4 separate regions of the Mus musculus genome follow, and regions 1, 3 and 4 are each linked to region 2. Evidence: chromatin contacts called from public Micro-C and promoter capture Hi-C data. All regions are on one chromosome and are shown on one strand. The core of a region is the stretch at or near the end of the contact, and the rest is flanking DNA. Distances in the headings are between cores, read along the strand shown.

Region 1 (3,168 bases), core at 41-2,540, 190 kb after region 2:
TTAATTTATACTCATAATTAAATTTATACTTAATTTATACTCCCTTCCCAGTGTCTTGCATCTTGCAGTCCATTTGGTACCAAGGATGCTCTGATAGGGAGTTGTGGACAGCTGTGATGGCTGTCACTGGATGCTACACGATGCCATCCGACCCCATCAAGCTCCCTGCGGAGTACTTGGGCTCTCTATCACCCTTACTCCTCTGCCTGGTCCCTTCTCCCTCCCACCAGCCCTGGGCTCCTCCACAGAGCTCTTTGCAGACCACTGACCACCGCATGCCACACGCTTGCCTTCTCTGACACACCTCCAGGGCTCATGCCGCCTCCCACACCCCGCATCCTGCCCACAGCCAGCGTTAGTGACAACCTGTGTGCTCAGTCTTCATAAGGGTACAGGAGGCTCCTGAGGCGTCCTGTCACAGTCCCCTCCCCTCAGCCCCAGGTCTTTCCTGTCCCTTGCTGCCCTCCCTTCTCTAGAACCCAAGCCCCTCTTGTGGCCTCTAGTGGTGGCCACTTGGCAGACCCCATAAGGAGCACTGTCTCACGCCTGCTAATGAGCTTCAACTTTGTAGTTTGCAAATGCTCCGCTCACACTTCCCTAGAAGAGGTTGCTATTGACATTTTTTTTTTAATCAAGTAAACAAAAGCCCAGAGATGCAAAGCATCCCGCCCAAGGGCATACAGCAGGCCAGACTCCAGGATGGCTGTCACTCATACACAGTTAGACAGGCAAGCAGGCCCCGTGGGTAAGGCTGGAAGCCAGCTTTTAAAGAGCATTCTGGGTGCATCCAGGACACTGGAAGTCTGAGTCCTAGGGAGACTCAAAGGCAATCAGGGAGGGCAGGTGACAGGGAGTCTGGGGCCATTAGAGGGAGCAGTGTCAAGGTCTGGGGCCTGGGTTTTTGGAGGGGTTCCTAGGGGGCAAGCAAAAGCAGGGAACAGACCAGAGAGTGGCTACACTTGCTCTTCACGCAGCACAGGTGAGGCCGACAGATCGCATTCTGGTAACCTCTATGCTTCAAGCCCTCCCTCCACTTTGAGAAGGGATGGCAGGGGGCTCACCTGCCCTCCTCCCCGATGTGGCAGAACGTGAGGATCCCACCTGCATACCCCTCCCAGCAGCGCAGGCTGCTCACCTGGAGAGGACGACGTTCATTGTGGACAGAGAGAGGCACCTGCTGCCAGGATCTTGGGGAGGATAAGGACAGGGCCCCAGGGGTCCCCTAGTCAGAGAGAAGGCAGCTAGTACTGGGCCCAGCTGTGTGGTCTGGCTAAGCTCAAGGGACTCTGCTGCCTGGTTGCCAGGCAACGGGCCATCCCCAGGCAAGCCCTGGGAGGAGCCCAGCTGGTTGCTGGGCAACCAGGGCCTCCCCTGCGGGGTGAGGAGGGCCAGCTTTGCCTTGGGGCTTAACCACTCTCTGAAATGAATTGGAAGTGGGACACAGAACCTCCACATGCCTTTGAATATGGTGTTCTTGGGGGTTCAAAGTGCTTGTAACCACCAGGAACGGACAGGGAGATCCCCGAAGGGAGCTTGCCTGGGACTTCACCCTGGACCCTGCTGTGTAGAGTCTCCTCCACCCTCAAGGCAGAAGGCCCGGTGGGCGGGGCGTGGGAGCCAGTGTCACTGAGGGTGGGGGGAGTAGACGGTAAAGGGAAGCGGAGAAGGTGAACCAAAGGAGTGCGGGGGGGGGGGGTGCGGGGGGACAGGCAGCAGCTCAGAGGAGTGCCTAGCGAATCAGGCAGTCCTGGGCTTCCCAGAGTATGCGACTCCCACTGTTAGACTTGGGGAAGGTGACTCCAGCGTCAGAGCACTAACACGTTGAGAGGTCTGCGGGTCACAGCCCCCGCCCCGCCCCGCCCGCCCCGCCCCGCCCCACTCGCCCCGCCCCACTCCCCTTTTCACTTAAGGTGCAAAGCAGGCCTGGTGGTGGAGGCAGAGAACCCAAGGCAAGATATTGATAGTTCCACGGGACGCCTGTCACACTGGGTCGTTTTTTTGTGTGCGTCCCAGCTCCATCATGCTGGGATTTGTTTTAAACACTTAGTAAGGCAGAAACATTACGGTCAGCTGCTTCAGATTCAAACCCCACGCCTCAGCTCTGCTGTGTGGCCTGAAAGCAAAGCCCTGGTCTCTCTAGTCTCCTAGACAATCGCCCAATAGGAACTGGAGCCCCTGCGGCAGGGATGAGGAGATAGGTGGGCTGGGCACTGGGAGCCGGGTCCCCTGTCCAGCGAGCCCTCAGAGCACACCTGAGTGCTGGGTCTCTGTGGCACATGTGTTATGCTCCCCTTTTGGGGGGCAGGGACAGGTTTCCCCAGACAACACAAATCTCTGTGTGTCCTTTACGGTACTGTGCCCTCTGTTTAGGGGCAGCCATGGCCCTGAACTCCTACCGGGGCTGTGCCAGTCCTGTGATTTTTCTCTCTGAATGATGCTCTGTGTCTCCTGGTCCGTAATCCCTCCCTTCTGAGGTGTTAGCTGAATTGAAAAGTGTCTCCCCAAAGTACATGTCCACCCTGGGTCTCAGAGCATCGCCTTACTGGAAACGGGGTCTCAGCAGACAGGCTGAGCAGATGAGTCACTCCGGCATGGGAGATGGGGCTCATTCAGAGGCTGCTGTTCCAATCTGCAGAGAATCCGCCTCCTGTACCCATTGACGGACTGTGGCTTTTCTGTCTGTGGGTGAGGGATGCCAATGCCCCAAGAATATGGCCAGCTTCTGGAATGCAGAGGTGACTGAATCCCACCTCTGATAGCCAGTGGTGGACGACTACATCCCTGCCTCAGTCTGTCTGGGGTCTTCTCTATCTTAAGGAATCGGTTTCCTCCAGACCCCAGCTATTCCAGTTAATCAGCTTCGTCCCTGTCTGCCCTGTACTATAGCCTGTGACCACCAGAGGGCGACAGAGACCACACTCCAGTCCTCCTGCTTAGGGTGGCGGGATTGCAGAGGGGACACAGGAGACTGGAGACACAGGTATGGCATAGGTGTGGAGGACAGACTGTGCGAGGTCTCGTCATTGGCTCTCTTGGAATCCTTGGAAACCTTATGAATTTGAAAAAATGAAAACTGTCTCGGGCTATGCAGAACTAAGACATGGGGGTCAGAGTGGAGGTTGGCCGACTGGAGAGTCACCAACCCGCATTGTCCAGGGTGGCCACTGG
Region 2 (3,384 bases), core at 351-2,850:
AATGTCCCCATCTGTAACCAGAGGCCCCTTTCCATTGGGCCGTGAGAGGCTGACCAGAAGATGCCCTTGAAGTTCCCCCGCATAGCTCCTGATACTCTTCTGGTGAAGGAGAAATGGGGTAGGTTAGACGAGAAGGCCACACAGGGGAGGGAAAGGGGAAACTGAGGAAGAGTAGGAAGAAGAGCTGGAGGTTCTGGGATGGCCAGACTGAGGGAGACTTGGCATGTTGGTTTGACCTGATGATGATAGGCATGTAGAATGCTTCGGTGGGGAGGGGTGTCTAAGAGTCCCACGGAGCCATCAAGGAGCTTTGCAAGGTTGTCATGAAAAGCGTCAGCAGGGCGGTGTGGTGGGGCCACTCAGAGCCTGGGACTTCTATTACTGACAAGCCACTCCTGCCCAAATGCTGGGTCCCAGAAAAGCCCTGTTCCTCATCACTTCCCGTTCCTGGGTGGGTAACAGGACCCAGTTTATCCTGTTTTGCATTCAAGGCTTAATGGTCACGGACACTGGCAACAGAGTGGGCACGTGCACTTTGGAGACCTGTGACTCAGAGATGCGTGCAGGAATCTCTGTGTTGGTCAGTCCCTTCACTGAGGAGAATAGGGATGCTGGCGTCTGAGGGTGGTCAGGCCAGATCGTCAGCACCAGAGAATGGCACATGGAGCACAGGGCCCACCCTCACTGGCCTTGTCCTGGGTCACCCCCAGGGCTGCTAATCAGCCCTGTTAATCAGCACTGACTCCTCTGGTACTTGGAAGACAGCTTAGGGTGTAGCAAGTGAGTGCAGGTCGCTTGATGATGGATGCTTCCAAAACTGAGCATTAAGGACGGGATTTAAAATGAAAAATATTAACATATCTGAATCTTTATCTGCGCAGTGCTGCGTCAAGGACTTGGGTAAAGATCTCTGGTTGTAATCCAGGTTCCCCAACATGTCACGAGGAACCCCAGCGGGCTCGGCTGTACCTGCTCCTGGTAGTATTTGTGGAGGTGTTAGTGGGAGGTGCCTCTTTGGATGGGTGGTCTTCTCCAGTCCCACTTTAAGTGACTGAGAGTGTTCTGGGGGATCTCTTAGCTCTTCCCGCTCATTCCCTCACTTGCCCTTAAGGGTTTGGGTGTCAACCTTTACCTAAAGTAATTTCCCGGATTCTAACCTCGGGTTATTTGCTCCAGGTAGACGCCAAATGCCCTGGGGCACGTGGTACTAAGCTTACTGGAACCTCACCCTGGGGTTCTTGAGGAGGCGGGATAATCTCTCCACAGAAGTGGGACATAGCCTCCTCCCTAAATTGCTGGGAACCCCCGAGATCCTCCTAGTTTGGGAATAGGTCGTGGCGGATAAATGCGCACACCCCGGCTCAGCACGTGCTTCCCGGTGGTCTTTTGTCCTGTCCTTCACTTGAGTAGTAGAACCGGGTGGGGTCCACAGGCCACGGACTGTCTGGGGGTGCCCAGCCTGCCGCACGCAGAAAGAGCTCAATGAAAACTACTTTTATGGTCACGGCTAGGGGCCGCGCGCTCCTTGCGCATCGTGGTCCTCAGTGCCTCCACCCTCCCGAAAACAGGAGGCGGGGCCGGCGCCTCGCAGCCCAATCAGCGCTGCCTGTGGACTTGGGGGGCGTGGCTCAGGATGCTCTAAGAAGCTACTAGGGGCCGCGCTCAAGTCCTGGACCCACTCAGAGCGCCCAGCATCCGCAAGGTTCCAGATCTGCAACTTGCTTGCCCAGCGCTCCCCAGGTTGAGGCCAGAGTTCCGCACAGGTGAGAGGGACTCGGTCCCGCTGTTCTTTTGTCTGTAGGAGAACAGGTCTTGTCGCGTAGCCTACGCTGTTCTCGAACTCTTAGCCACCTCACTGCTTCGGCTGCAATGTCTCCTCTTTCTGTCCTTTTTCGACTCTCTTGCCCTGACTAAGGCAGACGCGGTGCTTCAGGGCTGTTCAGGGCTGTGTGCCGCCGTTCTGCAGAGCCCTTACCTGCAAGATCCTTTTCAGATGAAGAAATTGAGGCTCAACTACGAAGCTTTTTGCCCGGGACTGACTCGCGGTTAGGAAGCCGTTGGAGCTGGGATCCCTAGCCTGGCTGCACGAAGCTGCTTCGCGCTTCACTGAGGCGCGCTCTTTTGCCCACCCAAGGCAATTTGCCACCATTTGGGGCGGTAGTGTGTTGTCAGTGGGCGTCGATAACTGGCTCGATGATGGCTTGGTTGCGTTAGAGGGGTCTTTCACTCTGTGAGGGTAAGGTTCAGGTGATCACAGGGGCAGGTAAGTGCCTTTGGTTCCAAATGACAGAGCCACACCCCTTTTCCATTGGCAACAGGCTTGTGGTGAGGGGGTCTCCTAACCCTATTTCAGATAAAATATGGAGGGTCAGAGAGGTAAAGTGAGCTGGACTACAGCAGAGACAGGTCTGGAAGCCACCTCCGACTGCCTCCAAGGCTTCCCAGGGACGTGTCCAGGTGTAGCACAGTCTGGACTCTGGCCCATAGGAATCCTTCTGTCTCAGTTTCCTGAGTTGTCGGGATTATAGCAACTCTTCTAGAGACTGTTTTAGGGAACACATGACAGGGTCTTTTCCTAAAGTGGGCATCTTGAATTAAGTCCTCCTGTCAGGAGTATTGGCCCCAGATGAGGAAAGCCAAGATCAGCTCCTTTGGGGTATAGACTTGGTGCCAGATGCCTGTTGCTGCAGTGCAATTTGAACTGGCCCTCTTTCCAGGGAAAGGTGAGTTGCTACGGTGACTAAGCCCGTGTGAGAGGCTGTCTGGATGCCTGGCTTTCCTGGAGCCAAGAGCGGGGCTGGAAATGTCCACTGTTAGACCTGGGCTCCTTGCCCTGAGGAAGTAGGGTAGTCCTGCCTTCTCCAGATGATCTTACACTCCGCACATCAGGTCTGGAGTCTGACAGCCCTGCAGAACAAGGCTGGACCACGCTGCTTGCCACAAAGGAACTGAGGGATGTACAGCATCACTTGGCATCCTCTATCTGCCACCGTCCTCACCTCACCTCCAGGAGGAATAGCAGGTGTGGCGCTACAGTGCCTGACTTGGGAGCGGTGGCTGGGGACCTGGGTCAGTGGCTCAGAGTCTTGAATCTGGGCTGGAAGTGGAGAGTGACTTGTGATTATACCCCCATAGGTGGGCCTGGCTCTGGACTCTAACACCCACGGCTTGTAGGTCCTGCCTTTTAAAAGACAGCTATATATCCACTACTGCCTCTGTCTTCAACCTGACCTTCACAGAGGGGGCTTTATCTAAGGGGTCCTGGACAAACATCTGGACGAGGCTCCTAGAGAGAAGTGAAGACGGAGGTGTTGATTCTTACATAGTGACAGTTATAGTAAGGCTGGCACCTGACACTTCTCTGGAACATCTGTGGCCAGCTAT
Region 3 (3,204 bases), core at 541-3,040, 210 kb before region 2:
TTTCCTAGTGCTAATTCACGACCAGGTCCTAAGTAGCCCCCAAGGGCTTAAATCCACCCTGACCCCACGAGATCCCCATGGTCAGCACTACCTGCCCCACTATGCACGAACCACCCCTGCACAGTGATGCCAGCTGCATACCCCACGGCCTGCTAGTACTAAGCCACAGCAGTGGAGGGGGCAGAGATTGATTGAGAAAGTAAATGCTAAACACCAAGCCTTGAATGGTAAACAAGCCAGGGGCAGTACAGGACAGGACCAGATGCCAGGACAGAGCCAGAGCTTGGCTGCTCTGTGAGGAAGGCAGGGGGAGGGGAAGGGCAGGTTTGGAGCCCACAGCTCAGGGAGGACTGGGGAGAGACCTTGAGAATATGGCTCTTCACCCTGTACCAGCCCAGCCGCTACAGCTGGAAGGCCGCCTGTCTCCACACAGCTGCAGCAAGAATGATTCTCGGGGGGGCCCATGCTCTCCCTTTAGGCTGCAAGCTCTGTCATGGGGCCAGCAATCTGTCAGCTTCCCGGAGAAAGGTCTTGCATGTGTCAGGGGCAGGTTCTGTCCTCCATGGGGACACCTTGGTCCATGGGGTAGCTTTCCCCTGGCAACTATGTCCACCTTTCTTAGGTGAAGACATCTTTCAGTGACTGTAAGGTCACTTGTAGCAGTGAGTATCAGCCTTGTGACCCAAAAGAGACACTTGCCAAGGATCAAAGCCATTTTTCTTATCAGAAAGCGGGGGTGGGGGGGTGGGGGGGATGTGGAGAGACCCTTTAAAGGTCACCCACAGCCCTGACCATTCTCCACACAGGGCCTATGAGCTCTACAGTCTCAATCCATACACAGGTGGCCATTCCAGACAGTTTTTGTATAACAATGGGCTTTCCCACCTGGGCACAATCAAGGGGAAGCCTTTGCCCGACCAGATCCAAGTCTCCTGAACCCACCAGTGAGCTTCCTTGAACATTCCAGTCTCCGCAACAGTCTATCCTCAACACTCTACTGCCCCTAATAGCTAAACACGTCCTTCCTCCTCCCCCCAACCAGGTGATCCATTTCGGGAGGGGGCCCTCTCCCCAACAGTGAAGTCCCATCACCAAGTCACTAACCCATGGTCTTAAAAGGAGTTTAGCTTGCCGTGCTTTAATAAGCTTGGGTGAATCGTTTAACATCGCCACCTGGTTCTGCTTTCCAGAAACCAAAGACAAACACAGATGGACCCTGGAGAATAAAAAGGGCTCCTTGTGTCACGAAGAATGTGGCGAGCCAGCTCTTTGCAGCCCCAAGCTCCTGGTGGCAGGCTGGAGTGTGCCTCGGACAATTTCCCATGGGGCCTCCAAGAGATCGTGACACACTGTCTGGTTCCTGGGGTCAACACCCCATCAGAACAGCCACACCAAGCCCATGTCCAAGTCCTGGAGCCTACTGGGTCTGCAGCTGGCAGCCCTCCATCTGTCCCAGCCCCCCTCAGGAGTGCAGGCCAGGGCACCTTCCTCGCCTCCCCCTAAATTGGTTTTGAGCTTGCCTCTGAAGGAACTCTATTGGGTTCGTCTCGGAAAACAAGGCAGGCCCACGGATCCCTTCAGAGCCCAGCTTCACCCCATCCCAGGCACTCTCTGCTTCTCTGACAGTAGCCTGAGACAGTAGCTTCCTTGGGGGCTGCTCAGGCCACCCCGAAGGTCTTCCTTCCTTCCTTGAGCTATGCCCAGCCTCGCCCGGGCTCCCTCCCTCCGGCTCACCAGCCTTGGTCTACAGGGACCGAGCTCCTTCCGGTACGTCCTGGGCAGCAAGGTTGCCCGGGTCGCCCAGCCCTTTCCCTAGCAACGGCGCTGACGGACGGTCATGAGCACCAATTGGAAAAGGGCTACTGAGAGGTGGAGCCCGAGTCAGATCTTAACCAATGGGATTGTAGTTCACGGGGAGTGGGCGGAGCCTGGGATCGAAGAACTGAGCCTGTAACAGCGGAACACTTGGGGATGGTTGACAGTTGCTCAGGTTCTGCAAAGGCTGAAGGAGAACTTGGGCTTTAGGAGGTGCTAGGAAGCTGCTGAAGGGCTGGAAGCGGATCAGGGGGTTTAAATGCAGGGAGCGGATAGAAGGGAGCAATGTGGGAGGCTGGGAACAGGGGCACTGTGAACAGAAGGCCTGAGCTGGGACTCGCCCCCCAGAACTAGGGTGGAAAATCTGACCTCCTTACCTCCTGAAGTCCATTGCGTTAGCCAATAGAGCACTTGACACACAGAAGCAGATGCCGGCCGGTCTTGTCCCCAGGAGTGGGATAGCTTGCTATCAGCCCTACCGGGCCTTTTCTGGTGTCGGAGACAGACACAACAGAGGTAGGTCCCAGAATTCTCAGCAGAGACGAACCCACTGTCGCTGCCTGCAAACCCCACCGTCCGAGTGGCACAGAGGAACTCCTCCCAACCCCCCAAAGTAACAGAAGCTGCTGTCTGAAATTGTAGCTGGAAAAATGACACCAGAGGCCGGAGAGGTGGCAGAGTCCTTAAGAACACTTGCTGCTCTAACAGAGGACACAGGTGAACCCACACTTCAGCTCAGGCCTGCTTGTAACTCCAGTTCCAGGGGATCCGACGCCCTCTTCTGGCCTCCAGAGACATTGCACACACGGTGCACATAAAGCAAAACACCACACATTATTATTAGTATTATTAGTATTATTATTTAATTATTGTGACACCAGCCCGGCTGAGTGTAGTGGCATACACCTGTAATCTCAGCACTTCAAGAGGCTTAGACAGGGGCATTGCTGCAAGTTTGTGGCCAGCCTGGTCTACACAGTGAGTTCCAGGCCAGCCTGGGATACAGAGAGTGGAAGTTTTGAAAAGGCGAGTAGAAGAGAGACAGCAAAAGAAAACGGGCAGCTAGCTCCCCCTAGTGGATTGAAGTCACATGTCCACCAGAAGCCATCTGCCTTTCGCTCAGCCAAGCTCCACCTAGCGTTTGTTCCCAACATTCCACGGCCATCTTAACACCAAGACACCTTGAATTGACTTGATCCCCCACCACCACCCTCCTATGAGCCCCTAGGAAAACGACCAGTCAGTGGGCAGAGCCTCGAGCTGAAGTTGGGCTACAAGGGCCATCATGGAGGAGTGAGGCTGAGGCAGCCAGGACAGCCTTTGAGTCCTCCAGGGCATCATGGGTCACCAGTCTGTGACATATGAAAATGTGTCAGGCTCCTTTCCTCC
Region 4 (3,385 bases), core at 358-2,857, 240 kb after region 2:
GAAATAAGAAAGAAAATGGACGATGAACAGACATGGAGGGAAAACGGCAGCCCCAGCTGAGATCCTAAGGCTGAGAGAGACTTAAGGGCTCTGAAGATGGGCAGCTGGGCCAGGCTGAGGGAGACCTGGGTGAGCTTAGGTAGGAACAGCTTTCCCAGGCTCCTTCCTATGGAGTGAGACACCCAGGCCCTTCCTGAGTAAGAACAGACAGGGTCCTTTCATCAGCCTCTCCTCTAACAAGGTATGAACCACGCCAGCAGCCAGGGGATGCCTCCCCGCCCTGGTCTGCGAGACAATTTGCTGAGCCAGCACTTTTTTGGGCCAGGGAAGGGACAGAGTCCCATCCTCTGCCATGTTGACACCCCACCCCAGTTGATTCTGGAGCTCTGGAATGTTAGGGATTCCCAAGAGGCCCTTCCTCCTGCTCATTTGGAGGGGGGGGGGAGCAGCCTTATTTACATGTCAGCTCACCAAGTGGTGGCAGTGGTGGTGGTGGGGCTCCTGCCTTTGGGGTTCAGGCACCATCTCCAGCTGGCAGGGTAGACAGCTGGAAGCTTCTGGAAAGTAACTGCTCACAGTTTTGAAGCTTTGAGGGCTCCTTTTACAGATGGGAGACGATTGCTTAGTGACCCAGCCTGAGCCAAAGGGCACCATCTGTGTGTGTGTGTGTCATACATGTGTGTGCCTGTGTGCCTAGGAGGCGCCAAGGACAGTCTCCAGCAGCTTCTGGGTGACAGGGGCCAGATGTCTGCCTGGGGAGGCCACATACTCCTAGCAGAACCCTGCTGCCTGGGTCTGAATCCTGCCTGGCCTCTTGAGTCATAAAATGAGGGGCATCCCACACTTGCTTCTTGTGGGGAAGTAACTAAGAGGCATGTAACAGCTCTGAACTTGGCCTGCAAAGGGTTTGTCTCTGCATTAAATAACTACAATGTATCTGCATACAATACACTAAGTCCTGGATATCTGTGGTCTCAGCAGGAACACTTTAACAAGAAGGAAAAGGGCACAGAGAGGTTGAGTCCTTAGTCCCAGGACACACAGTACCCTTCTTACCTCTACCCCTAGGGTGATCTGGTGGGCCCTGTCCAGTCAGAGGGAGGGGGAGAGGGGAGATAGGCTGGGAGGACTTTGTCTCCAGGGTGATGCAGGAGACAACTCCTCTTTCCTCTGTCTTCAAAACTAGGGCACTGGGCTTAGAAAGGTGACCCCCAACCCTGGGCTGCTGAAGGGCCAGGACCTCCCCAGATCTTGGAGGGGGGTTACCCTTCCCAAGCCTCCCTAGACACCCATCGTCCTCACCTGGCACTAGCGCGTCCGGCTTGACCTTTTCTTAAAGATCAGCGGCAGCGGCTGATGGGTTTCGTGGGTCCCAAAGGAGACCCTTCAGACAGCCCGAGCCACGGGCTGCAGAGCCCCTAATTGGAGCAATGAATCACCGCGGGCTCCTGCTGGACACAGAATAGACAGAGGAGCTGGGGCCTATTGTGCCATAGTTTGGGACACAGGGGGGTGAGGGGGTAGGAGAGGGTGGGGAGAGAGGAGGAGGGGGTGGAGGAGGGGGTTGGGGAAGAGAAGAGGTCAGGGGAGGAGGAATCGAGAGGAGAGGATGAGTCAGAGGAGGAGGGGCGGAGAGAGGTAAGAAGAGGAGGAGGATTAGAAGGAGGAGGAGGAGGTAGGGGAGGAGAGGAGGGAGAGGAGGATTAGGAGAAGGAGGAGTCCGAGTCAGGGGAGGAGGAGCCTGGGAAGAGGCGGGCAGCAGGGCGGCGCGAGGGAAGGCTTCTCCGCCTCCGCCTCCCTCCCGCGCCCTCCGCCCCGCGCCGCCCCGCCTCCCTCCTCCCCAATTAAATGACCCGACGCTCGGGCCGGCGCCGGAGCTCGCACATGCGGCCGCCGCAGCCGCCCGGGGCCCGTCGCCACCGTCGCCACCGCCGCGTTCCGGGCGCGCTCTCCGGCGCCGCCTGGGCCCGCGCCGCCACCCGCCGGGACTCGGCAGCCCCGGGCACCGCCGCGGAGACCCTCGGTGCGCCCCGGGCCGCGTGCGCGCCGCCGCGCGCCAAACTTTGCGAGTTGGGCGCGGGGCCTCGGTGCGCGCGGCCCGAGCAGCGGCAGCCGCGGGGCGCGCGGAGGCGGACGCGGCGGCCGGGCCATGAGCGGCCGGGCGGCGCCGCTCTCCCGTAAGCAGCGGCTCATGGCAGCGGCGGGCGCGGCCCTGTCGTGCTTCATCTGCGGCGGCGGCATCGCGCGCGGCAAGGAGCTGAAGCTGCCGGTGAGGCCGGCGGGCCCCGCGCAGCCCTTCTTCCCGTTCCTGCAGCAGCAGGAGCCGGCGCCCGGCGCGCGCGGGCTGAGCGCGACCGATGGCTGCGTGCTGGTGTGCGCCGTGTGCCGCTGCTTCCTGGCCGAGCAGTGGGCCGCCTTCGAGCGCGCGCGCACGCCCGTGGACAAGCGCGTGTACTGGCTCAAGAGGCCGCATCAGTGCGACGCGAGCGCGGCTGGCCGGCGCGGGGCCCGCGAGTGGAACACCGAGGACGCGCGCGACTCGGAGCTGTCGGAGCTGTCGGACGCCGACGCGCTGCCCGAACCGGAGCCCGAGCCCGAGCCCGAGCCCGAGCCGGAGCCGGAGCCTGAGCCCGAGGATGCGCACGACTCCAGCAAGTCCGGAGCCCGGCGCCGGCGCACGGGGCCAGGGGCGCACTGGGCTCCGGAGCCGCGAGCCAGCGTGCTGAGGGGCATCCAGGAACCCTGGCCCGGCCCCGCTGCGCCCGACGGCACGGACGGCGCCGCCTCCAGCCGGCCCGCGGCGCCCCCAGAGCGCAGTAGCACCCCCGAGGGCAACGACGTCGCCGGGAGCCTCGGGGACGAAGGGCTGGAGCGGCCTCCCCGGATACCCGCGGACAGCCAGGCCCGCTGTTGCTACGTCTGTGGCTCGGCGCTGTCACCGGCCTCGCAGCAGCAGATCCACGTGCAGAAGCAGGAGACTCCCGCCCAGGCGCCCTTCTTCCCCTTCCTGTGGCTACATAGCCCCCCGCCCGGCGCCCAGCCCATCACTGAGGCGGGCAGCACCCTCGTGTGTCCCTGCTGCTTCTCGTCCCTCACACACCAGTGGCAGAGCTTTGAGCTAGCCAACGTGCCGGTCTTGCAGCGGCTCTACGTGGTGCCCCTGAACAGCCACGCCCCCGGCATGGCCTCCAAGGCCCGGAGACTCCCTAGGGAAGAGGTTCCCGCCCCCACCGCGGGGCTACTGCGGGAAGCCTGCTACCTCTGTGGGGAGGACTGTACACGGGATGCCCGGGCTGTGCCCTCCCGCCTTGTCAACGGCAACTCTGGGGGCTCCATGCACTTCCCCTTCCTTAGCCTCCTGCCCTGCCCACCCAACGCTCGGCCC

The links. Promoter capture Hi-C pulls out the DNA fragments that hold promoters and counts their contacts. A called contact is a pair of places that touch in the nucleus more often than the background predicts.
Region 1: a contact with region 2 is called in a Micro-C map of embryonic stem cells, with 1.9 times the contacts expected there. The contact joins the promoter of Cibar2 here to the promoter of Crispld2 in region 2. A contact is called at or near these places in 1 of 39 promoter capture datasets (epiblast stem cells), 3 of 484 Hi-C or Micro-C datasets (the HL-1 cell line and embryonic stem cells) and 3 of 9 other capture datasets (adipose tissue, liver and pancreatic islet).
Region 3: a promoter capture Hi-C map of liver shows a contact between it and region 2, with 2.1 times the contacts expected there. The contact joins the promoter of Meak7 here to the promoter of Crispld2 in region 2. A contact is called at or near these places in 3 of 39 promoter capture datasets (cranial neural crest and liver) and 2 of 484 Hi-C or Micro-C datasets (embryonic stem cells and nephron progenitors).
Region 4: a promoter capture Hi-C map of liver shows a contact between it and region 2, with 4 times the contacts expected there. The contact joins the promoter of A330074K22Rik here to the promoter of Crispld2 in region 2. A contact is called at or near these places in 4 of 39 promoter capture datasets (embryonic stem cells, liver, pre-B cells and 1 more), 1 of 484 Hi-C or Micro-C datasets (the G1E-ER4 cell line) and 2 of 9 other capture datasets (adipose tissue and embryonic stem cells).

What each region holds. Positions count from the first base shown.
Region 1 is chr8:120,176,179-120,179,346 of GRCm38.p6, forward strand. It overlaps Cibar2 (CBY1 interacting BAR domain containing 2), which reads right to left and starts at 1,291. Exons shown (of 9, transcript NM_001033980.2): 1 at 1,136-1,291. The coding sequence starts at 1,155.
Region 2 is chr8:119,990,838-119,994,221 of GRCm38.p6, forward strand. Crispld2 (cysteine-rich secretory protein LCCL domain containing 2) reads left to right here and starts at 1,601. Exons shown (of 15, transcript NM_001310635.1): 1 at 1,601-1,763.
Region 3 is chr8:119,776,626-119,779,829 of GRCm38.p6, forward strand. Meak7 (MTOR associated protein, eak-7 homolog) reads right to left here and starts at 1,791. Exons shown (of 8, transcript NM_028883.2): 1 at 1,735-1,791.
Region 4 is chr8:120,226,623-120,230,007 of GRCm38.p6, forward strand. A330074K22Rik (RIKEN cDNA A330074K22 gene) reads right to left here and starts at 1,608. Exons shown (of 3, transcript NR_110496.1): 1 at 1,303-1,608. It also overlaps a transcript of Gse1 not described here.